Regions from separate parts of the Mus musculus genome. Here region 1 is linked to region 2. Evidence: chromatin contacts called from public Hi-C data. All regions are on one chromosome and are shown on one strand. The core of a region is the stretch at or near the end of the contact, and the rest is flanking DNA. Distances in the headings are between cores, read along the strand shown.

What was found. A called contact is a pair of places that touch in the nucleus more often than the background predicts.
Region 1: a contact with region 2 is called in a Hi-C map of cerebral cortex, with 2.5 times the contacts expected there. The contact joins two enhancer-like sites. A contact is called at or near these places in 4 of 484 Hi-C or Micro-C datasets (the C2C12 cell line, the HL-1 cell line, cerebellar granule neurons and 1 more), 2 of 115 datasets of contacts at active chromatin or transcription factors (embryonic stem cells and intestinal crypt epithelium) and 3 of 9 other capture datasets (adipose tissue, liver and pancreatic islet).

The regions. Positions count from the first base shown.
Region 1 is chr10:18,480,358-18,484,529 of GRCm38.p6, forward strand. All of the region lies in intron 2 of Nhsl1 (NHS-like 1), which reads left to right. Among named protein-coding and RNA genes, the nearest start is that of Hebp2, 64 kb to the right of the region's middle. Within about 2 kb of position 2,649, at least 78 of the 459 cell types and tissues checked have an H3K27ac peak or open chromatin away from gene starts, as enhancers often do. A contact at or near this core is called in cerebral cortex, where this site is marked.
Region 2 is chr10:18,386,335-18,390,853 of GRCm38.p6, forward strand. It overlaps a transcript of Nhsl1 not described here. Among named protein-coding and RNA genes, the nearest start is that of Nhsl1, 19 kb to the right of the region's middle. Within about 2 kb of position 3,022, at least 49 of the 459 cell types and tissues checked have an H3K27ac peak or open chromatin away from gene starts, as enhancers often do. A contact at or near this core is called in cerebral cortex, where this site is marked.

The sequences.
Region 1 (4,172 bases), core at 1,399-3,898, 94 kb after region 2:
AAGCTCTGGGGGTACTGGTTAGTTCGTATTGTTGTTCCACCTATAGGGTTGCAGAATCCTTCAGCTCCTCCATTGGGGGCCCTGTGTTCCATCCAATAAATGACTGTGAGCATCCACTTCTGTATTTGCCAGGCACTGGCATAGCCTCACACAAGACAGCTATATCAGGGTCCTCCATTTTTCTAGTTTAAACAAAAATGGGTATAAAGATTAGGGCAGAGGTGGCCATAAAATATCAAGTCACAAAACCCCCAGAGAGCACAGGGTTGAAAAACAGCTCTTCTATCTAACTCAAGCACAGCAGCAGTGGATTAAGGCCTTGCTCTGTGGTCAATAAATCCAGACACTGAGATGGAAGACTAAGGTTCTGATCTCAGAGTTGTTAGTGCACAGCAAGGCCGTCTCGGGAATCATATCTCACTGTTGTTCTTGGCTTCCGGAAAATAGCTTATAGCTTATATCTCTGGTGGTTTTTTTTTCCCCAAGCTCCAAAATTCTGATGGGCTTGACTCTGTAAGTGTGATAAATGTGCAGCTTATTGTCACAGAGACATACCAACTGCTGCGCCTAAGTCCCGACAAATTGTCTAAAATCAAGCTTCTGTTCTCATAAATTTCTTTTCTAGGCCAAGTATTGCAAGTGAGTCACCGGGCTGAATACTGTAATAGAGCCAAAGATGAATAACTTGTTTTCTTCCAGCAGCTTAAACCAGGCGGAGCGATAAGACGGTAGGAATAACTGGTACGAAGTTGAGGGTGGCGTTTCTGAGCCTCACCCTACCCTTGGGCTTAGGCTTTGAAACATAAGCTTAATCATTTCTCTGCTTCGTTTGAAATTCTCTTCTAGCTCTTGTTCAGACCTTTAATACCACAACCCGTGTGAAGTGACCCCTGCTGTCTATGTCACTGCACGAAATCACCTGTTTGTCCTCTTGTATGTCTTTACCTTACCATTTTTTTCTTTCTTTTTTTTTTATTGGATATTTATTTCATTTACATTTCCAATGCTATCCCAAAAGTCCCCCACCCACTCCCCCACCCACTCCCCCTACCTTACCATTTTTATGGGGAAGTTTGACAAGGTTCTTGAACTAGAATGCTAGTTTGCCCCCACCCCCAACTGTGCCTTCCAATCCAATCTTTGCCCTTCCGATCCATGACCTCTTACCTGGCCACTTCCCACTGCACCTCCTTGATAGTCCCATGGGTATCCAAATCTTCTCTGCCCTTCCACACATTCCCACAGAACAGCAAACAGCTTTAAACATAATTATGCTTCCACGTGTATTCACCCCCTAAACCAAGAACTTTAGTAACAGGACTTTGTCCTGGGTATCCTCGGCCCACAGTCCGGCATATAAGACTAGAAATACTCTTCCATCTGTGGAAGCCCAGGTCATCTGAAACTTCAGGGCGCAGAGTCAGAGCCAACAACTAGAAGGTTGTGGTAGCAAGAGTGAAATGAAGGAGACTGGGGGGTGGATTTCAGGTAATCCTGCAAACATAAATTATTTTATATTTTTAAAGGGCTGCAGCCATAAAAGGTGCAAGAGAGCAACTGTGGAAGGAGGAAGCCATGGGATGGGGTGGGGGAAGGGTGTTGGGGGATGGCCATCCTGGTGCTCCTGGGCAGGAAGAGTTTGAGGCTGTTGGATGGGTTACTTGGAAGCCATTGGTAACCTTTGAAAGAAGCAGTTGAAAGGCAGTAGATTTGGGAACAATGTACAGCTCCAGTGGTGTGACCTGTGTCTTCCTAGGGAATTGGAGAACAGTGGCTTGTAGTGGAATCAAATACCATGTGGTTCCCTTAAAAGAGAGGTGCTGGAGGCTTGGTGGAAATATGGCTCCACTGTATTAATTAGCCGTTTGGTGAGAAAGATGACTTCAGCTGCTAATCTGTGTTTGGTGCGTATACTTTGAGTTAGGTTGACTTTTTAAAAGTCACAATGATGCAATTGAAGCCACTTCTCTTTTTTAGTGTTTGGCACTCATTAAACACAGAATTTTTATCTTTAGGGAAAAATGTTTGACTTGAAATAAGGGCTTAAATCCCTTATTAAAAAAAAATAGAGAGGAGCAAAGTCAGAGATATGGGGCTAACAGAGTGGAAATTGTGGACAAACTACGCTGCTTAATGCCTCCCGTTGGACTTGATGTCTCGTAGTGACTACTTCATACACAGTGACCCTGACGGGTGCTTTCCTTGGTGCAGCCTGTGAGAGAGAAGTCAGTTGTAGGGGAATGTAAGCCATCATTGCTTTCAGTAGTAAAGAGGGCTCCCTTCCCCCATTTTTGATGGTTACTAACATACAAAAGATGGACCTTCAGATGATCCGGGTCTGAACAAAGCACCATGGATTGTCTAAACAAAGGCTTTTTGTTTTGTTTTTGTCCACAGCCAGTCTGCTGTCTCAGCAGTTCTGCCTTTACTCCTGATAAAGAAACCTGAGTGGCTCCTTTGCTTCAGTCAGTGTGGCAGAAAAATGCTACATTGAAGGTCCCTAGATAAGGTCTGCCCCGGCTCCCCATACAGCCCCAGTGTCTGGGATTGGCAGAGAATCCCTGTGGGCTACTTGATATTGAGTCCTCTGCCGATGGTCCTCAGCCACTGAGATAGCTGTCCTGATTCAAACGTGAAATGAATGTGAAAGGAGATCTCCTTCACTGTGGTTTTTCTGGCTGTGCTTGGCTAGGACTCCTGGCTTTCACACACTCCCTCACACTCATCTTGGGTGCCAGCCAGAAGCTTTCCACCCTCATTTCAACCAGATTCCATTCTGGAAGCCTTGTTAAATTAATTTGGAGATGCAATGAGAAGAGGCTGTAAAATTTGGCTTTCTGCAATGGTAAATGACATTTTAATAGTAATGCTCATGATGGTGTGTTTTTAAAAAAATGCGGAGAATTAATCTAGTGGCTTAGGTATTGGTATTTTCTTACTAAAGTCCCTTGCCTGCCTCATTAACTCTATAGGGAGATATTAATAAAATGGCTTTAAAGCTTTCTAAAGCTTTACTGCCATGTATTTTCTCATATATCTGAATTTAAAATTGCATAAGGATATTTGTGTATGCATACATACATACATACACACATACATACATACATACATATATAAGTATGCATGTGTATAAAATTACTTGTGTTCCTGAAGTTGCCTGTGGTGGTTAATGTCAGGGAGGGTGACCTTGGTCCCAGCACACAGGATAAACAGTGTGTGCTAACACAGGAGTCAGCAAGTTGACTTTCATTTGACTGTTGAATGATGACCAGCAAGCTGTATTTTGTTGAATACACTGTATAAATTGAAATGAAAAGTTGTATGGAATTAAGTAGAAATATGTTTTAGCTTGTTTCCCGTAGCAGAAAGAGCTATGGAAAACAAGTGTGGCAGTCTGTCATTCTCTCTTTCTCAGCCTTATTCTTCTCTTAAACTTGACTGATGTTTTCTCTGGAAGCGTGGTTTTCCCTTGGACACCTGTCTGATCTGGCTAGCCAGAGGCTTCTGGGATTTACCCATGATGCAGCCAGCTGTTTAATCTTAGCTCCTGGGTGGTTGGTGTGTGGTTTTTTATCACTGTGACAAATTGCATGATGTAGAGGACTTAGGAAGGAGAAGATTTATTTTAGCCCAGCATTTCAGAGGGCTCAGGTCTTGGTTGGATAACTGCATTTTTTCCCCTAGGCCAATCGTAAGCCAGAGCATTTTGGTGACAGGGCATTTGGAGTAGGCTGCTCACCTCACAGTTGAGAGAAACAGGGAGAAAGAAAGAGGCTAGGAAACAAACTGTACCCTCCAGAAGGTTATCTCTAGTTTCCTGGAGGAGTCCAGTCAGACCCCATATTTCACAATTTCTACCACCAAAATAGTCCATTCAATGATGAACCCATCAATGGATTATCCTCCTTTGGTTAAGGCAGAGCCCCTATGAGCCTGTCATTTTCCAAAAGCACCACTTCAGAGCCTTGTCTGGGGACTAGTCCTTTAATATATGTCTCTGGGGGACATTTCACTTACAAACCATAACAGTCTAACTGAAATTCTGAGACTCCATTCCTCTTGGTAGATGACCTGACCAAGCACGGAGTCTCATTACCCCATCCCACCTATTCTTGCTCTGCTCTTCTACAACTATAAGCTTTGAAAGGGCCAACTTACTGGAAGGTTATTAA
Region 2 (4,519 bases), core at 1,772-4,271:
TCCCAAAGGATTTCGGTCATCTGACACATTGCAGCTTTGAGGGGGGAGTGCCCCGCCCACCCAAGCCTCAGTTGAATGTGGGTGAGAAATGGAGGTGAATTTCAAACGTAACACAGCTTTGTTAACTAACTTCCCAGGAACAGCTCTGCTGTTAATTGTGGCAAACAGCCTGGGATGTCTTTGTGGTACTGTGGATTCTTTCAAGGTCTTTGGCGATCCTGCCAAGCGGGATCACCCCTTCATAATTGTAAGCATCTTACTAAATGAAACACTTGGTTCCTTTATATAGTTTTAACTGTGTCACAACAGCTTGGCACCCCATTTCAACCCTCAAAATTATATTTTATTTTGTTTTGTTTTCTTCATATAATCCTTTCAGCCTAATCTATTTTTAGATTTTAGAAGTGCTTTGTATGTATTGGATGGAAAAACCTTAATTTAAAAAATTACTCCCTATGACCCTGAGGGCCTCCCATTGTACTTTAACAATAGTGGAGACACTACATTGTTTATTCTGACTGTCTAGTGCTGGTGGTTAGGGAACTTTAGCAGCACATCTCGGCGAGCCTCAAGGGTGGCAGTTTAAGTCCTTCATTATTACAGTTGCTGGCACAAAGTGCTCCGGGCTTATCCCACTGGCCAGACAGGAGAGGAATCCAGACCTCCAGCCTTCTCTTTAAGCCTCCAAGAACTGTCTGTCCATCCCTTCAGTACCAGGTTGCCTGATGATGGTCAGATCAGTACTGAGGAAATGCCTTTCCAGCCAAGTTGTGTAAGACTTGCAGAGGGAAAGATGCTTCATCATGGCTACTTTTTCTTTCTCGTTTCTGCTCACTGCCCCCTTTCCTTCTTCTCCTTAGTGTCAAGGGAAAGAATAGTGATCAAAGCGAAGGGATCCAGAAACAACACCGTGCTACAGGAAAGAGGAGAAAATTAGGCTCTGTTGGAGCATCTCTGCCTGTCCTTCATAGTTCTCTTCCCAGACCCAGGGGGATCCATTTCCACAATGGCAGTTTTATGATGCAAACTGGAGCCTCAAAATCCCTAACAGAAAACTTGAAGGATAAGTTTTTCATTGCACTCTGCTCAGTAGTCTGCACTACTTTGTGGTTTGAGCACAACGATCTGTTGGTCCAGTGTGTATTTTATATACTACCTGCCAGCCACTTAGCAGCCACTTCGATTATCAGTTTAATTGTATATTGCTTGCGTTTAAACCAGTTTTATTTTACATAAGAATGGCTCCAAAGTGCAAGAATATTGATGCCAATATACACGAATGAAACTATAAAGAGATCCTCTTAAATGAGGTGACAAAACACAATACTTTTAGAGACGAGAGGAGCAGAAAAAAAGAGATAACCTCATAAAACCCTCACTGGAATAAACTGCTTTATTTCTTTTTTTAGTATACTTTGCTGTTACTCTTTTATCACTTTTGATCTATTACTGGGCATTGTTCATAGATTAAATTTTGCCATAGGTATATGTGTCTAGGGGATTACATGGGCTCAGTACCCGCTACGGTTTCAGATAGCTACCAACATTGTGGAGGATGGTGACTATAGTATCTAGATCCTGTAACACACATGCAAAGATGGAGCCAGGAGCAACCAAGAGCTTTACCAGACTCTGGGCCCCTCATTTTCTTTCTCTCTCTCTTTCTCTCTTCCTCTCTTTCTCTCTTTCTCTCTTTCTCTCTTTCTCTCTTTCCTTCCCTTCCCTTCCCTTCCCTTCCCTTCCCTTCCCTTCCCTTCCCTTCCCTTCCCTTCCCTTCCCTTCCCCCCTTCCCTTCCACTTCCCTTCCCTTCCTTCTTTCTTTTAAAGATTTATTTATTTTATGTGTATAAGTGTACTGTAGCTCTCTTTAGACACATCAGAAGAGGACATCAGATCTCATTGCAGATGGTTGTGAGCCACCATCTTACTGGGAATTGAACTCAGGACCTCTGGAAAAGCAGTCAGTGCTCTCAACCTCAGAGCCATCTCTCCAGCCTCACTTTCTATTTTTCTAATCAGGGTACCTCCCCCTCCCCCTCAACAGTCCCTCAGCCCTGCCCTGTCTTTGTACAGGACCACTTTTACTCTATTTGTATGTATAGCCATGTCTTGTGAAAATTAAAACATCCTTACAAGAGAAACTTCTTTTTATAATCTAGTCCAGTACATTCTACTTTGTTGAAATTGGTTCTTAAAATTTTTAATATTTTTAAATTTTTAACTATTCCCATCTTTTTGTGACAACCTAGTAGGCTTTTTTGTTTGTTTGTTTGTTTGTTTGTTTGTTTTTTGACAAAAATGTGCACATATAATGATTTAAATAATTGTTTAGCAAGCACAGATAAGATTTACAAGCCTGTGAGCAATCTCTGCCCTGTGTCCCACGATAAAGTTGGTGTGGCACATGGGCAACTTTTTACTTTGTGAAGTTAGGACTTTCTAAGTTTACTTCCCAAGGCTCAAGAAATGTTGAATTGGTGGGTAGGTGCACAAGGACTTAGCTCTAGTGTAAGTAGCCACCTAGTGGCAGCTGTCTGCATCTGACCAGGGTCCTGTGTTGAGTGAAGTCCTCTGATTTCTCCTCTGAGAAAGGCCATCTGTGACTTACAGGGCTTGCCTGGCAGCTTGGGGACGCGTCCCAACCCCTCCATATAGTCTTTCCTTTGTTGATGGGTGGGCTCCATTGCTGTACTTCCCTAACAATTACTGTCTATTGTCTTCATCTTCCGCGGAGAGGTGCTTTCAGCTCTGGCTGCCGCTCCTTAGGATTCCAAGCACTTGGCATTGGGCCCACACATCTGTAGAGTTACAAGCTCCTGAGGTAACTATGCATGGCCGTGGTTTACAAATACCAACACAGACTAGCACCCTAGGATCAAAGCATTCAAGGAAAATGTGCCAGTGTCCCACCTTGCTCCTCAGAAGAGGTAAGAAAGGACTTTTCCCCCCTCAGGGCCAGGGAGATTGAGAAGTCCGGGGAGCTGGCATCCGAGTTGGCCACGGAAAGTGAAGCTGTCAGGGTTTTGGCTCTGTTTAGCTCCATCCTCCCAAACACTTTGATGGTCTCCCAGCCAGCTCTGAAATAGCTGTGAATAGGAATCTGATTGTTGCGTGCCATGAAAGACCAAACAAACTGGCAATTTAGAGAAGTCTTTGTGTCACCCCTCCCTTGCAGCACCCACTTTCTCCACCCCCCCCCCAATAATTAATGTGATCAAATAACCCCCCTCATGTTTAGAAGCCCGAGATCAGCATATCAAAGGGTGGGAAGGGCCTGGCAATCCTTACCAAACTCGCTCTGAGGGAAACAAAACTTATTTGCATAGGAAGAGACTTCTCTCTCTTTGCCTACAGCTGAGGAGTTTCCCCATAACTCCCTGTTTTGGGAGAAAATTGGCCAATTCCCTTTTTGATTCAGTCATTTCCTGAAGGTAATTCCCGAGAGTTGAAGCTCTGGGTCCAAATCCCCTCCGAGGTGGGAATGAATTGACAAGTGGAAGCCCCGGCAGTTTACTAATTCATAACTCTACCCCCTCCTTCTTCGTGTTGCTAAACACTATAATCTGTGACCTGAAAGGAAGAACACTACCAGCAAGTAAATATTGAAAAGGCCCTATGAAGTATAATGTGTGTGAATTGTGCCTGGGGAGCCCGTCTGCTGGGATGAAGTTCTCATCTGCTAATGAAAGTGAGGCGGTGGTTTTACAGGAGGTTGAAAGGAAATACTTTTAAAGTGCTAAGGGCTGGAGTTTAGTGTGTGAGTATTCCGTGTGACTGAGCGCGCACTGTTGTGAATGAATGAACTCTGTGCCACCGAGGACCACTGGGAACCCTGAGAGGAAGTGGAAGCATGACTCACGGATGTGCTTGAACTGTGTATCAAGGTGTGTGTGTGTGTGTGTGTGTGTGTGCGCGCGCACGCGTGCTAACTTCAGAGCCAGATCTGAAGCCTGGTAGGAAGAAAGACCTTGGATCATAGCAAGGAGAGGGCTCCTGGCTTACAGCGCTAGGCTACTACCCACATCTGAGGACAGCGGCCCAGTCTCTTCTGTGCAGTCTCGGGCGTGCATCGCCTGTCCGGAGGATTCACATCACCCTCAAGACTCAGCCAGGCTGGATGTCACTCACGGTGGCTTTGTTCTAAAGGCCTCCAGATGAGATTTATCTAGGCATCTGGTAAGTGAAACTTTTAAGTTTTACAATTTGAACCAAGCTGCTTAAATGGAGCGAGGGATTTGGCTAGAGAAGCCCATGGAGAAGACAACACGCAGTGCGCATCCATTGGTAGCGAAAGTGGGGGCCACTGGGGACCTTTGGCCTCTGTCTCTCGCAGCATGAGTGCCGGGGCTTCCAGAGAAAGGCTCATGATTGTCTGGAGGCAAAAGCTTTTCTCCAAAACTCGTGGAAAGGAAACAGCTCCTTGCTCTCTTGCTTTATACGCTGTAGTGTATTTAGAAAATGTTCAGAGCAGCCTACTAAAACATCCGTGTTATCTGCCTGCCTGCCCCGCCCCATGTTT